Regions from separate parts of the Mus musculus genome. Here region 1 is linked to region 2. The links are chromatin contacts, called in public promoter capture Hi-C maps. All regions are on one chromosome and are shown on one strand. Each heading gives the region's core, a stretch centred on a gene start, on an enhancer-like site or on the middle of the called end of the contact. The rest is flanking DNA. Distances are from core to core; before and after follow the strand shown.

Evidence for each region. Capture Hi-C pulls out chosen DNA fragments and counts their contacts.
Region 1: a contact with region 2 is called in a promoter capture Hi-C map of adipose tissue. The contact joins the promoter of Nr2c2ap here to the promoter of Gatad2a in region 2. A contact is called at or near these places in 4 of 39 promoter capture datasets (the C10 cell line, frontonasal cranial neural crest, liver and 1 more), 7 of 484 Hi-C or Micro-C datasets (the C2C12 cell line, Sertoli cells, embryonic stem cells and 2 more), 6 of 115 datasets of contacts at active chromatin or transcription factors (the SCID.adh cell line, bone marrow-derived macrophages, craniofacial prominence and 2 more) and 4 of 9 other capture datasets (adipose tissue, liver, macrophages and 1 more).

The regions. Positions count from the first base shown.
Region 1 is chr8:70,129,406-70,137,213 of GRCm38.p6, forward strand. Nr2c2ap (nuclear receptor 2C2-associated protein) reads left to right here and starts at 1,922. Exons shown (of 5, transcript NM_001025586.2): 1 at 1,922-2,194; 2 at 2,513-2,603; 3 at 3,007-3,112; 4 at 3,182-3,249; 5 at 3,692-4,347. The coding sequence starts at 2,157. The coding sequence ends at 3,811. It overlaps Rfxank (regulatory factor X-associated ankyrin-containing protein), which reads right to left. Exons shown (of 9, transcript NM_011266.2): 3 at 6,805-6,885; 4 at 6,131-6,226; 5 at 5,886-5,986; 6 at 5,634-5,759; 7 at 5,207-5,273; 8 at 4,821-4,901; 9 at 1,401-4,058. The coding sequence ends at 3,988.
Region 2 is chr8:69,970,407-69,978,243 of GRCm38.p6, forward strand. It overlaps Gatad2a (GATA zinc finger domain containing 2A), which reads right to left and starts at 3,977. Exons shown (of 13, transcript NM_001113346.1): 1 at 3,684-3,977.

The DNA.
Region 1 (7,808 bases), core at 672-3,171, 160 kb after region 2:
TACTTCACTGGGAACTCAGAGCTACTAATTCCCTGGTGAAACAGGAGGCTCTTTCATGCCCAGGCGCCAGTGGGGTGAGGAGGCGGGAAGAGAGTAGGGAGCTGGCAGTGTCCCAGGGGGCCAGGCAGCCTCATGCCAGGGCCAGAAGCAATACAGGAAGGATGGCGGCTGGGATTCTATGCAGTCTCTTCAGGCACCACAGCCACCTTTTTTGTGTTGAGTGCCATAGAGGTAACACAGCCAGCCATTGGCAGGGTAGTGATGAGTCCATGCCTAGAGACAGACTTGTCTATGAGCCCTAGTGTCCCAAGTGTCATTGTTACTGGGCGTCAACCCAAAGGGCCTACTTTTCACAGGCAGGAAGTTGAGCTCAGAGGTCAAAGGTTTGTCTGAGAACACATAGCCAAACGTTTAATGACGCATGGCCTTGGAAAACAGCTAGGCTGAAGCTGGATGGCCTGGCAAGGAAGGCCCTGCATTTCTGGGCTGGCAGGGCATCCCTCCTGATGTGACCCAGTTACCCTGCCAGGCCTGCTTCCTGGGGCGGACTTAGGAGACACCGGTGGGATGCTAAGGAACCCTCTGGCGCTCACAGAAAGAGGAAAGATCAGAGGCCATTCAACCCAGAGGCTGCTCTGTCTTGGGAGTCTTCATTCAGAGAGCAGGCTGGGGTTCCACCCTCTCCCCAAAGCTGCTGCAGACCAGTGGGAAGTGGCTCCCTAGCTCTCATTCAAACCTGTTGTCTGTGTCACCTGATTCTATGTTTTTGCTAATCCCTGGCCTGGAACTCTTTCTCTTCCAGAAAGCCCTTCCTTTAGAAAGTCTCCCTGCTTCTTCAGTCTCTTTGTTCCTGTGACTCATCCCTGAACCCATGATGTTTGGGGTGTCTATGTCTGGTTTTGTTTGCTCCCACTGGGACACACTCCTCTGCATCCTCTGAAATCCACCTTACACCATTCTTTGACCAAGTCTTCCATAACATGTTAGGAAAGCATTCGCTGAGAGACTGATTTATCCTTCGCGCTGGTGATGGGACCCAGTGCCTTGCACTTTCTGGGCAGCCTGCTATTGAGCTCCTTAGCTGAGGAGATGGCTCAGTTGGTAAAGTAGCTGACCCTGATGACTCAAATGCAATCCCCAGGACCCATGCGGTGAAAGGAGAAAGCTAACTCCTACACGTTATGCTCTAACTTCCACATATTAATAAAAGTAATACAAAAAGTAGACTCTGGAAAATGTTTGAGAGCACTTCCTGTTCTCGCAGAGGACCTACAGTCGGTTTCCAGCAGCCTCACTGGAAGTGGTGGTACAGGAGATCCCATGTTCTCTTCTGGATGGACAATTACCAGACATGTATAGTATACAAACACTCAAGCAAAACACTCATTACACATTAAAGTGTTTTTAATTAAAAAATATACTTTAATCCCAATACGGGGCGTGAAGGTGCATGCCTTTAATCCCAGGGCTCAGGAGGCAGAGGCAGGAGGATTTCTGGGAGTCTAGGCGGCCATTACCTGCGAGGCAAATTCCGGGCAGCCAAATCTACACGAGACCCTGTCTCAAAAATATATTAGGCAGATCTGCTACTGTCCATGTTAGCATGAAACGTAAGCCCTGCAGGAGATGGATTTAGGGTCGGAGCAGGACGCAAGGGCTGGGGGTGACTGATGCACCCAGTAGCACGGCCTCTTCAACATTTATTTTGGCCTCTTTGGAAGGCAATGGGGTGCAGGGCTCCCAAGCTGCATCCACGGCGAGCAAGGCCTTCTGCAGGTAGACATGATCACAGGAAGGCCATGGGAACATTTTGTAGCCACTAGGTGTGTAGTTCAACAGAACCAGAAACCTCAGTGTGAGGGCCCTTTAAGAGGCGAAGGGGAGGTGCCATAAACCCCGCCCCGGCCCCGCGAACGGAACAGTGTCTGTGTAGCACTGCGCGTGCGCTATCCGCACGCGGTTCCGGGTTCGTAGATCTGCAGAGCCGCTGGGGCTCGGTTGGTTTAGAAAGCTGCTTTTAGTGTTCCTCCGGTTCCCAGATCGCCCACCTTGTCATATAGAGGTGGCCGGGGGTAGGGAGTGTGGCCGCTAGATCAAGTTGGGAGTGGCAGCGCCGGGCTTCGAACTCGCGTTCCGCGAGTCATCCTAGAACTGTGATGACTCAGTCTTTGGTTTGTCCGGACACTGTGAGCAGGTGAGACTCAGTGTAGATCTGGGCGCGGGGGCGGAAGAACTGGGAGCTGAGTTGTGGAGACGAGGCCCAGATGGCAGCTAGCTGGGGTCCAGAATCAGGAACCTGGAGCAGCCTGGGGGCGGAGCCAGGTGGTAGAGTCCCGTGGTTTAAGTGGTGTGTTGCCTGGTGCATCTGTTCCCTGGCTGGGGGTGCGGTCTGGTAGTTAAGTTCCTGGCTGTTGGTAGCAGAGTTCTTGGGTGTGGGGCCGGCCGGCCTGGTGGGTGGCTCACAGCAAGGATGTCCAAGTGTTGAGGCCCCTAACCTGGTCCTGTCCTGCAGGGTCAGTTCTGTGCTCAATCGCAACAGCCGGCAATTTGGAAAGAAACATCTTTTTGACCAGGATGAAGAGACGTGCTGGAACTCTGACCAGGTGAGGTGCTTCTATACCCCTTCATTCCAAGTGTAGGGGTGTAGAAGATGCAAGGTTACAGGGTGCCTTGAGATCTCTGGGGAGACTAGAAAGCACAGTGTGCTTGTACCCTTCCTGTGCTGGCCGTGGCAGTGACACTTGAAAGATGAACAGACAAAAAACAAACAAACAAAAAAGGCGGGCAGTGGTGGCACACGCCTTTAATCCCAGCACTTGGGAGGCAGAGGCAGGTGGATCTCTGAGTTCGAGGCCAGCCTGGTCTACAAAGTGAGTTCCAGGACAGCCAGAGCTACACAGAGAAACCCTGTCTTGGGGAAAAAAAAAAGAAAGAAAGATGAACAGAACATCATAGGGCCCTAACCTTGCAGTTACCAAGTGCCTCAGTTTATCCCTCTGCTTCCAGGGCCCCTCCCAGTGGGTGTCACTCGAGTTTCCCCAGTGTGTTCAGATCACACAGCTGCAGGTGCAGTTCCAGGGTGGCTTCTCCAGTCGCCACAGCTGCCTGGAAGGTACAAGAAAGCTGAGAGGTGGGGTGTCCACAGGGTTCCCTGGATTCTTAGCCCATTTCTCCATTGCAGGTTCACGGGGTGGGGAGGCACTCAGCAAGATTGTAGATTTCTACCCTGAGGACACCAATGCCCTTCAGATATCCTGCCTGTCTTGTGGTGGGAGGGATCTGGTTTTCTACAAGCTTCAGGTCTTTGGGTGTGGTGGTAATGGCACTGGGGAGGCTGGGGCAGGAGGATCCAGAATGCCAGGCCAGCTTGGACCAGACCCTGTCTCAAAAGAATCAAAGCTTTGACCTCCTCCGCAGGAGTAGGAACTGCTTCTCTGTGCTTTAGTGCCCTGGAGGGGCAGCAGGAAGATCAGGAGTTCAAGGTCAGCCTCAACTACAGTTTGAGGCCAGCCTGGGTTACCTGAGACCCCCATATTTAAAAGAAAAAGAAAAAAAGGTGCTATTGATTTCTTGCTGGGTATGAGAATCAAGAGCCTTTAGTCAGTGGCCCATCGGGTGGTCTCTGGACTGGGAAGGTGGGGCCTGATGGGTCAGAGATAAAACCACCATTTCCTTGACTGCAAGAAGTCACACCTTCTCCATCCCCACAATGGAGGTGGACCGACTGAAGTTGACTTTTGAGGACACCACCGACTTTTTTGGCCGTGTAGTCATCTACCACCTGCGGGTGCTGGGTGAGAAGGCAGGGTGAGAAGCGGCTATTCTTCCAGGAAGCCCCCCTGGGAGGCACCCTGAAGACCTTCAAGTTCTGCACAGATTTATTGGTTCCTGTTGCGGAGGGCTCTTCCCACCACTGTCCAGGAGCTGCCTTTCAAGCCAGTTGTGGGCTGACTGTCCCTGAGTGCCTGGGTTCCCAGCAGGCTGTCTTCACTCGGGGTCCACAGGCCCCAGGGTGCTCTGGAACAATCTGAGGATGTGGCTCTCCATCACCTGTTGCACTGTGGGAGGAGGTGGGAGGAGGGGTGAGCTGGGGGAGCCGGGAAGAAGGGACTGAAGAAGATGCTCAGCCTCTGATGTAAACAGGAGGCCGTGAGCAGGAAACTGTCCAGCCAAGTGCTTTTCTGCTTTTCTGTTCTTGCTGGGCTGGGCTCACTACCTTGAGAATAGGTTGCTTTAAGGCAAGGTTTGCCTGTCTCCCTTCACTCCTGTATCCCACCCACCCTCCGAATTGTAGCTCTCTCTGCCTCCAGAACCATGAGTCCAAATAAAATGTTAAAAAAAACCAAACACCCCATTTGTGGTACTCTGTTACAGCAACAGGAATGGAAGTCTGGGATGCCCACCCCACCACCAAGAGGAACAATGTGTGGATGTGGGTGGAGGTGATAACCAAGACTACGCCCACCCTGGGCCTGGATGGTGCTGTTTGTATCTCCGAGTGTCTGTGTCCCCCAGAGTGTGTCTGAGTGTCTGTGTCCTCCAGAATGTGTCTGAGTGTCTGTGTGCTCCCAGAGTGTCTCTTGAGTGTCTTTGTCCCCCCAGAGTGTGCCTGAGTGTCTGTGTCCCCCAGAGTGTCTCTGAGTGTCTGTGTCTCCCTGGGGCAGTGTTCTCTTGTCATGCACTGGTGTCCCTGCTGCAACCTGGGTGCTAAGGGCCGTGTTTCCTACCAGGATCTAGCACCCATGGGGAACACCCCGTGTACAGCCTTTGTGGCCACCCCATCCACAGCCCCTCAGCTTGCCACAGCATCCCAAGCCCACCTTTGCGGTATCCCAGGGCCACTGCGAGATCCATTGGGGTGTAGCCAGAGTCAGCCTCTGTGGTGAGGTCAGCACCCCGGGCTGTGAAGAGGAATGGGCACTCAGAGATGAGCTCATGGCAGGGCTTGGGGACTGAAGGCTGGAGTGACTCTTCCCTCCCCACCCCAGTACAACTACAGGTCTGCCTTTTGTCCATTGACACAGCACAGTGGCCAGACTTCAGGAGCCCCTACCCAAAGAACAGGGTTTAGAGTCTCTGAGGCATGGAGGGTAGGAGGCTCATCATGGCTGACAGGATCCAACACAAACCCCCTCACACTACCCTGTCTCTTCTGGTCTACACTTGGAGCCTGTGATTCCTGCAGGGCCCATGGGCTCCCACTTACCCAGTAAGGCCTCCACACACTTCACGTGGTTCCCACGCACAGCGTAGAGCAGTGGTGTTCCTCCATTCTGTTGGATAAGATCATGTAAAAACCAAGGTAAATCTCAGTGCCCTGCCCTTGCCCTCTGGCTGCCAATTCAACCTACTTCCTGCCTACCACTTGGGATATCTTTCTGTTCTGTGTCCTAGATGCCCATTCTTCCAGGAAGCCCTCCCAGACTTTTGCTAGACTGCCTGTGAACCGGCCATTTATAGCTCTACTCTTTGTATCTTGTTTTCCCTGCACTGGGAACTGTTATCAGGTGTGAGGGCAGTTGTCTTGTGTTCCCAGAACCAGAGCAGGCTTGGCACCTTGCAGGGACCCCATCCATATTTGGGTAGGAATAGAAAGCAGGAGGCTAAGACAGATAAGGGTGGCAGTGCCTCACCCAGTCATAGATGTTGATGTCCACGTCACGGTCAAGCAGCAACCTCACGATGTCCGTGTAGCCACCCATACTGGCAAGTGACAGTGCGCTCTCCCGCTCCTTGGCCAGGATGTGGGGGTCAGCACCCTGGGAGACAGGATAGTGATGGGACCCTGGAACCCCAGGGTCTCCAAGTAGGGCAGCACATCTCCAATGTAGCAGCTTCAGAGGCTGAGACCCCGGCCTGTCCATGTGTTCCCAGGATAGACGTACCCAGTCTAGCAGGAAGCGAACTGTCTCAATTTCTCCAAAGGCTGAGGCCCAGATGAGGGGGGTGAAGCCACGCTCATCCGGTTTGTTGATCAGGTTGTTTCCTGACAAGTGGAATATGGGATGGGGATGGCAAGATTGTCAGCTCTTGTGAGCAGGGTGGGCGGGGTTCAGGGGTCACATGAAGGGGAACATTACACAAATCATACATGCACACACAAGCCACTCTCACGCACAAGTTCCCCTACCAGACAGGCATGTGCAGGCAGGACACGCACCCTTCCGCAGATGATCCTTCAGTTGGCTCAGCTCCCCTTGGGCTGCAAGCTGGTGGATAGAAAGGGCTGGGGGGCAGAGACAGGCAGTGCTCACCTACTCCATCCCTCTCCAGGCCTCAGTTTACCCTGCTCATCCTCTCTTTGTTTCTGTTTTGAGGTAGGTTCTCATGTAGCCCTGGCTGGCCTGCAACTTGGTACATGTTTGCTCTGTGTAGCAAAGGATGACATAGAACTGCTAATTCTCATGAGTGCTGGTATGACAGGTATGCGCTACTATTCGCAGTATTACGAGGAGACTGAGATAGAACTCAGGACTTTGTGCATGCTAGCTGAGCAATCTACCAACTGAGCTACAAGCACTCTGACAACTGAGCTATAAGCACTCCATCCACTAAGCTACAAGTACTCTAGCCACTGAGCCATAAGCACTTTACCCACTAAGCTACATTCCCCAATCCCTTGTGGTCTTTCGTTCTTTCTTGTTTTTGTTACAGGATCTCATGTAATCTAGGCTGACCTCCTATTCTGTAAGTAGCTAGGAATGACCTTGAACTTCTGATCTCCCGCCCCAACTGCAGGGCCATAGAGCACCATGGAGCTTGTAAGGAATCCTCTAGACCCACCCCTACTTGAGTTCTACTTACAGTCCAGGGTGGCTGGCAGAGCTGAGACCTCATTCCCACGTTGCCGGTTTGTGAGGGTTGTGGAGTGCTTCAAGAAACTTCCTGCAGGAAGAGGAAGGGCTGTTCCCTGGGGTCTGGGCTTGTCCCAAGGGTGTCAGGACAGATGCTGCAGGCTCCAGGCTTAAGAAGACCACCCCTCTGATCTCCACGTGCACACCCACATTCACACAGACATTCACAGACATTAACCGTAAATTAATAATCTTCTTAAGTGAAAGGAAGATGAAGGGCCTGGTGGCACAGGCCACATTCCCAGCCTGGGCTACACAGGGAATTCCAGCTCAGTTGAGACCACAGAATGGAGCCCTATGGCAAAGGAACAGGAGGAGCAGGTGGGGGCAGAAGGGCTGTGGATGCAGTGTGGTGGTCCAGCACACACCAGAACAAGAAACAAGGAGCTGGAGATGGATCATTTGCTGGTCACGAGTGCTTGCTGCTCTTGCAGAGGACCCCTGCAGAGGTGGTTCCTAGCACCTGCCTGTGAGGAACCCCAGCCTCAGGGTACCTGATGCCTCTGGCCTCTGTGGACACCTGCACTGCTCACACACAGACGCTGGAGATGTGCCTCAGTGGTTAGAGCACTGGCTGTTCTGCCCTAGGACCTGGATTTGGATCATGATACCCACCCGTTGCCTCATAGTCTATGGTAAGTCCAGTTCCAGTGATCTAATGCCCTCTTCTGTGCCACACCACCTCCAGTAGGATCTGTGTGACAAGTTCCACAGACTGAGGCAATCGACCTACAAAGGGGGAGGCCTCCTGGAACCGGTTGTGGAACTCTTCGCTGGAGAAAAAAATATTGTTCTCTTGGCAACCTATCTGTTTTATTTTTTCTTATTCCTTTTCTTTTTTTTTTTCTTTGGTTTTTCGAGATAGGGTTTCTCTGTGTAGCCCTGGCTGTTCTGGACTCACTTTGTAGACCAGGCTGGCCTCGAACTCAGAAATCTTCCTGCCTCTGCCTCCCA
Region 2 (7,837 bases), core at 2,727-5,226:
GCCCAGACGGATGTTCTAGGCCCTGACATAGGTGACATCAACCCTTTCATATAAAGAACCCAGAACTGAAAGTAGAACAGAATATGGAACAAAAATCCCTAAGGATTTCATCTGGGAAACAAGTACTTCTTCGAAGATGAAGACAGAAGTTCATTCAGTACAGCCCACAGGAGTAGCAAGAGGTCCCTAGCTGGGCAAAATGAGGGCCGTCCTGAAGCTACCTACAGAATTCCACCAAAATAAATCCTTTGTCTTCTAAAAGAGTAACCTACATTTTCATCAGACAAAAAGAGGTCACAAATATAGCCTGGAAAGCTCGGGGGCGGGGGGGCTGGGAGACTGAGCCTGACATTCTCCTGACTGGTCCACATCGGCAGGAGTCTTCTGGTGCCAAGCAGAATGGGAACTCTTCTTTCCCTCATACTGTCGACATCTACTTTGCTGTGATCAGCTCAATCACTGCCTTCGTACTTCAATCCAAAGAGTCCACTTTGTTCAGGTGACAGACGATGAAGTCAATCCTACTACCTGACAGTCTGTTGCCTCCTGAAGCTGCATCCACACTGACCATGACCACACTCAGCCTCAAACTGTGGCGCTGACAACTTGTTCTTCTGGTTCTTAGGAGGAAATCCTAGCCATGCTCCTCTAAGACTGCACCTACCAGCCTGTTTCATAATCTTCCCAGCTCTTTACACTGAGCATAAATTACTTCACTTATGAGGGCAGAGAAAACAGTTCTACCACTCCCAGTAAGGGACAAAAACACTGGAGTCTTAACACTCAGGTACTCAGCTGCTGTGCTGTGCTGGAGCCAGTCTTAAGCCCAACTCTCAGGAAGGGCTGAACACCAAGACTGCTCAAGTCAAGATCTTAATTTTCTCCAGACAAGGCTAACTCTGCTGAATGTGGCGATGCTTGCCCACCAAGTTCCTCAGTTGGTTGTCTGTTTAGATCTATCGAACAAGGTCCTGGCCTGGGCTCTGTCTAACCCAGTGATAACTCACACTGCTCTCAGGGGAAATACCAGCTGCCAGCCAGCCAAGCCTATTCGGGACGGGGCTGGGATGGGGCTGCCGCAGTACCCAACAGAGGTGGATGGTGGGGGGGAGGGGGCGACACACACACACAGAGGGAGAGAGGGAGAGGGAGGGAGGAAGAGAGGGAGAACAATTCCAGCTCCCTTCAGTTCAAGCACTCTCTGCCCAGAAACTACCTTATTCTCTTATGTACTCATCTTCTACTAGTGACCCCAAAAGAGAAAAGCTCCCACACCAGGCCCACAAGGTCATACAGCCCTTCTTCCTTCATCCCCTAAGTTTTCTTGGCCCACTAATCTCACTCACTTCTCCCAATCAGGGAGTCCTAGTATTAAAGCCAGAGGCACAGTATGCACACCGATTTGTACTACATAAATCAATCTGCAAATCACTACTTGTAGTGCCAGAAATTCACAGAATAAATGATGCAGAACAAGTCAGACAGCTAATGGAGAACTGAACATCTAAGTCTTAACAATGGCTTTATTACTCAAATAAGGGATGTGGACTGTAACAAGTTTGAGGCCAACCTAGGCTATACAGTGAGCTCCAAGCCAGCCTTGGCTAGAATGAGACCCAGTCTCAAAAAGAAACAAAACCAACAACACAAAATAGCTCGTTACTGGGAGTGGAGGTAGGGCAGCACACAGATGCAAGATTCCAGAAAGCTTCCCAAGGAGGCTTGAACCCAGACACTTTACATCATAATATGCTTCATCACAGGACCTGCCAAATAACACACTAATAGAGATGACATGACACTAAAGAAATGTCATCAAAGTGGAACTAACAAGGCATAGCGATCAATCAGTAATGCACAAATGCTCCCATTTCCAGAGCTACTCAGCTTCCAAGGGGAAAAGCAATCTTTGAATTAAAGAGAGGATTGGGACCTGGTGATCAGCTGGAAAAGACACTTGGCCCCCAAGCCTCCTCACACAAGCTCTTTCTCTGAACCCACATGGTGGAAGAAGCAAATCCTGAAAGTTGACCTGACTCCACACATGCTCATGAGTACAAACATACAAAAAATGACATTGTTTTTTAAAGTATTTCAGAATTGTAGGGAGCAAAAGAAGAATGAGAGGTGGACAGAGAGTGAGGAGTAAGAGTGGGTGATTACCACACTTAACTGCTTCCTCTAGAGAACTCTGGGTCTGAAGCACAAGCGTGGTGGCTATGCCACTCAAAGGCCAGCTGGATTCTCTTCTCTCAGGACACAGAAAGGCTGGCATGGTGTTCTAAGCTGCACAGGTACAAGGAGCTTGCTTCATGTACTAGAGCAGGGGGAATTCTCACATACAAGGGGAAAGCAGCTACGTTCCCCAGTTCTAATGCAGAAAACGTACAGCAATCACATCTCTGCCCCTTCACTAAGCAGTGAGGGAACAACAGGACTTGTAGAAGCTACAACTTCTCATCTGGAAATTAGGTATTATACATCAGAAGGATCATTTTTGGTACCTGCTATACCTGCAAAGGAAACTTGGCCCATGCACACTGAGAGCCAGGTATAAGCTAAGGACTGGAGGGTATTCACAGTGCTGTGGTGTAATGTTGCTTTAAAGAAAAGTTGTAACCACCGTAACCACCGAATGGTAGGATGAGAAGAACAAGAGGGAGACTCAGGCTCAGTATACAGATTACATCCACAACAGGTATCTATCGCTTTGTGAATGGACACACACATTAACAGGGACGTGGGAGTGCTGCATACTCCAAGAAGATAAAAAGAAGTTAATGCTGTCAAGAAAATGTAAGGCTCAGGAGACTCACCAGGACTTTGTCCTAAAGAATCCAAAGCCACAAGATAAGAGTGAACTACCTGAAGTGAGTCAGGTAGGTAGAACTTGCAGCCTCTGCTAAAACTGCAGGGGCGGGAAGGAAAAACAAAACATTCTGCCATACAGGTCTTAATGAGGGGTCCCCATTCATTTCAGGGTTCCGGAGAGCGCAGTCCGGCTGCGGCTGAGGCCTGCCCAGAAGCCTTTCCTTGTTGAAGTGATCAATTCCGATTCTTGGCATTAATCCCTTTAAAAGGCCAGCTGCTGCTGTCTAGTCACTGATGCCAACCCGTTCCAGGTGGAAGAAAAAAGAAATTATTGGAGCCACATCGTACACCCGGAGGCAAATTTAAAGTGGAGGGCCATGAGGAAAACAGGAACCAAGAGAGGGGGAAGGGTCCCATGGCTCCCCAGGGTCAAGCAGGAAGGGCGCGAGCCCAAGCAGGACGGTGGGGGGGGGGGGGGACCGGCCCTGCAGGCGTGGGCGCGCAGGGACTCTTATTCTGACACGGGATCCTCCGCCGCCTCCGCCGCCGCCGTCGCCGCCGAATTTAACGCCGCCGCCGGGCTCGGACCCCCGACCCTCCCGTGGACTCTCACCCCACGCCACTCGTCCACGTGCTGTGTGCCCGCCGCCCCCCTTGGGGCGGCCTCCCAGCCTGAAAAGCTCAGGAGGGAGTGAGGCGACTCGGCCACTTCCCGGCTCCGGGGACCAGGGACCCCAGCCCCACGTGCGAGGGCGGTGGGGAACTTTCCAGCGGCGCAGGCGAAGCGAACCGCAGCGCAGCAAACCGAATACGACCGCGCTCCCACTTTCCCGCGCCCCCGCCCCGCCTTGCCAAGTTTGCTAGGAACTTACCCGGCCGCGCGCCGACCGGGCCCAGGGGCAGCGCGCGTGTCCACAGGGCTGGGGGCGGGGGGCGCCGGCCGCGCGTGCTCGCTGCGCCTGAGGGGCCGCCCGGGCCCGCGGCGCTCGCTCCGCCGCTCCGCCCGCCCGCGCCGCCGGCCAGATAATGCGCCCCTCGGCCGCACACATGGAGCCCGGCGCCGGCGTCACCGCCCGGGACATGCGCACCAGGTCAGCGCGCCCGGCCCGCGGCCCCCAAAACACCGGGGAGCTCTTAAAGGCGACGCCACCCGCCCGCACCCGGATGGGCGGGGTCGGGAAGGGAGGGGCTCCCTGTGGGCGTGGTCTTATGTGGGCGTGGTTCCCTGGAGGCGAGGCTGGGCGGGCCTACCCGGAAGCACCGCCCTCCCAGCCCCAAAGACTGGCGACGCTGCGCTAAGCGACTGGGTTTCCCACTTGGGCTGCTAAGCGCCCCTCAGCCATGGCCAGCTTAGTGCACAGAGCTCGGCCGCGCCCAGGGCTGACTCACGCTGACCTCGCCCGAGCCCTGCACGGCCACCTCTTGTAACTCTGAGACGCGCCCGGGGCCTCGCAAAGCTTCCTCTCAGGAACTTCGGTGTTGACCTCCAGTGAGAAGGTGCGATCGGCTGAGCGGTCACCCCTCTCCCCCGGACCGCAGACAGTTCAACCTACCCACCAAGCCAATCCACCTGCAGAGAACGAGGTGGACGGCTGTCTCCTTCCAGTAATCCACATCTAGCCTGTGCCTCTGGAGAAGAAGGAATCCCCAAGAAAACAAACCTGCGCCCAACCCTCTCTGGTAACACCAAGGAGACAATAATAGCCAGAAAGGAAGCAAGTTTGGGGAGATTATGAAGCATCTGAAGCCAATTTACAATTTCAACAGGGAAAAGTACAAAGTTCATAGAAAACCTATTCCAGGACAGCGACATGGCTCAGTGGTTTAAAGAGGCTTGCCACCAAACATAATGACCTGAGTTCCATCCGCACAAGTTGTCCTCAGACACAAACACACGCTCATAAATAAAATATGTTAATTTAAAAAACACATCTGGAGTCATGGCTCAGCAATTAAAGGTACTGGCTGCTCTTGCAGAAGACCCAAGCACCCACATGGTGGCTTACAACCTACCATAACTCCGGTTCTAGGGTATTTATGCCTTCTGTCCTCATCATACAGAAACACGTCATAAAGAAATCTTATGAAGACAAAGCCCAGGGCTAAAGAGTTAGCTCAGTGGTTAAGGGCACTTCTTGTTGTGGAAGACCTGGGTTCTATTCCCAGCACCCACATGGAGGCTCTCCTCCTCAGGCAACAAGTACACATGTGGTACACAGATGCACATGCAGGCAAAACACTCATGACACATCAGTTTCTTTTAATATATATATATATAAGGGTTGGAGAGATGGCTCAGTGGTTAAGAGCACCAACTGCTCTTCTGGAGGTCCTGAGTTCAAATCCCAGCAATCACATGGTGGCTCACAACTATCTGTAATGAGATGCCCTCTTCTGGTATGTCTAAAGACAGCTACAGTGTACTCACATATAATAAATAAATCTTTAAAAAAAGAAAAAGAAAGAAAAGGAAATGAAATAAAGAAAATGAAGCCTCAAGGTAGGTGGATGAGTTCGTGGCCAGTCTGTACTATGGCTAAGACTACAGAGAAACTCTGTCTTGAGAGGAAAAAATGAAAAAGAAAAAAGAAAGTCTAGTGTCACAAAGCAGTTGTTAATATCAGAATCACTGAAACAGACTCCTGCCATGTTCCTATTCCAGCTTTGAAATAGTGATGAGACAGACACCAGGACTCCTGAAAACTGCTGAAGTACCTTTTTTGTAACACACATAACTGAAATGTGTTACTGCACAACTGTAATGTAATCTGATGGCTTCTGTTGTGTTGGGAAAAACATCAAAAGTACTTCTAATCTATAAGTGGGTCTCACCCCAAATTTGAAAAATTACAAAAATCCTCATCCTCAGCACTGCCTTCCCTAAGTCCTTCTGAATTTCTGTGGAGTTTTACAGTTGGCAACTTTGTCACTGACCCCTACCCATACCTAAACCTTCCAAGTTTAAAGCAACATCTTGCAGAACCTTAAGAGAAGCACTCTTCAACATCAAAAAGATACAAAATACCGATTGCGGCAAAGAAATGCAAATGTTTCAGCTTAAACAAAAAGCTCTCAAACTTGACCAGGTATATAGTTCAAGGGCCTCTGCTCCATCCCTGTACAAGGAAAGATGGGTCGGCAGAATCCAGGGCTTCCGTGTAGCTCTAAGAGCCACTGGTGCCACAGTGATTAATCAGATGGTGTGCATTACAGCAAAACAAGAAACCGTTACCTCACCTGGTTCCGATTAATGCCAACTTTAATTAGCGATGAACTGAACCAAGTGTGGTCAAGTGGGAGCCCTCAAACTCCAAGCCAGGGTAAGGACTCAGAGTCTAAATTGTTAAGCACTTTGTGAGTCACCAAGGTGACAAACTGTCCAGTTTAAAGAAGGAGGCATCATCTGTGACATGCTAAAGACAGCAGTGTGGACTGGTGACAGGTGAGCTGCTCCAGAGGGCAGTGTCAACTTCTCTATTGGAGAAAGTATTGGGTGGAGAGCAAAGGTAAAACACAAGAGTTTCCTTCTGTGACAGAAATGGAGCTAGGGACACAAATGATGAAGTGACAGTAGGGGCAGGCCTCTTTGGGGGTCCCTTTATGGCTTAGCTGCTTGACTGGAAACCTCCCTGCCCTGATGCATTGGGCTAGCTTTTATGAAACATGAGGCACTCAGCTGCTCACAACACTGTCCAAGCTGCAGACACCCTAATTACCAGCCATGTTTTCCTCTGCTTTCTCTGCCCTAAGAACAAGCTGTTAGTGAACCACTTTCAAAACACTTCTCTAGCAGGGGATGTAGCTCAACAGTGAAGCCCTTGCCCAGCATGCCCAAAACCCCAGGGAAGAGGGGAGAGGAAGAAAAAAAAACTTTGCTAATAATAGCCAAGTCTCCTTACTCCCCAACCACTGTAAAAAATAGTCTAATTATCTTTTAATGCACTAGCATCTGAGCCTGTTCCTACACAAGATACTGAAGGGAAGAAAAAAAAAATACTTGGGGGCTAAATTCCCATGTTCGGGTCTCCTTTCATAGCAGAAGCTGGAGTTGGTTCAAGAATCCAAAGCAACCCTGCTGAATGCTGGAGACACTGCACTTTCTTTCTTCTCCTCTTCCTCCCCCCCCCCTCTGGTTTTTTTAATACACGGTCATTCTGTGCAGCCTTGGCTGTCCTAGAACTTGCTTTGTAGAACAGACTTGCCTCAAATTCAAAGGTACACACCTGCCTCTACCTCCCAAGTTTTGGGCTTAAAGGTGTGAACTACCACACCCAGCTGGAACTTGCACTTTTCTATTCTATTGAAAGTTCCATTCAAGTTTTTGATGAATAAAACTTAAAATGCATTCCTAACTGATGGTCAAGAATTTGGAGAACACTGGTACCAAAAGCATCACATGTGACAGGTCAGCAGGAGCACACTCTAGAAGTTGATGGAGAGTAAGAAAGATAAAATGGCCCCAATTTACAGAATGCATTCTTTTTTTTTTTCTTTTGTTTTGTTTTGTTTTGTTTTGTTTGTTGTTGTTGTTTTTTTTTTGAGACAGGGTTTCTCTGTGTAGCCCTGGCTGTCCTGGAACTCACTCTGTAGACCAGGCTGGCCTCGAACTCAGAAATCCGCCTGCCTCTGCCTCCCGAGTGCTGGGATTAAAGGCGTGCGCCACCACGCCCGGCTTCAGAATGCATTCTTAAGAAACACTGAAGTCAGCAGGTACAAACATATCATCTAGCACTCAGGAAGCAGAGGCAGGAGAATCGGAGTTCAGGGCCACCTTGAATTATATGAGATTCAGTCTCAAAAAACTAAAAAGAAGAGAGAAAGGGGAGACTAAGACTCTAGATTCAGTTACAGCTCAAGAGATAAGCCAGTGACTAGCAAGCTCAAGGCCCTTGGTTCCCAGCAGCATAAAAGAAAAACCAAAGAGCTATCTGGCCTGGGGATACAGGCTGGCCATCCTGACAGCAGAGAGGCTGACACAGCCTAGCCTACAAAAGTGAGTTCAAGGCCAGCTTTGGTAACTTAAGAC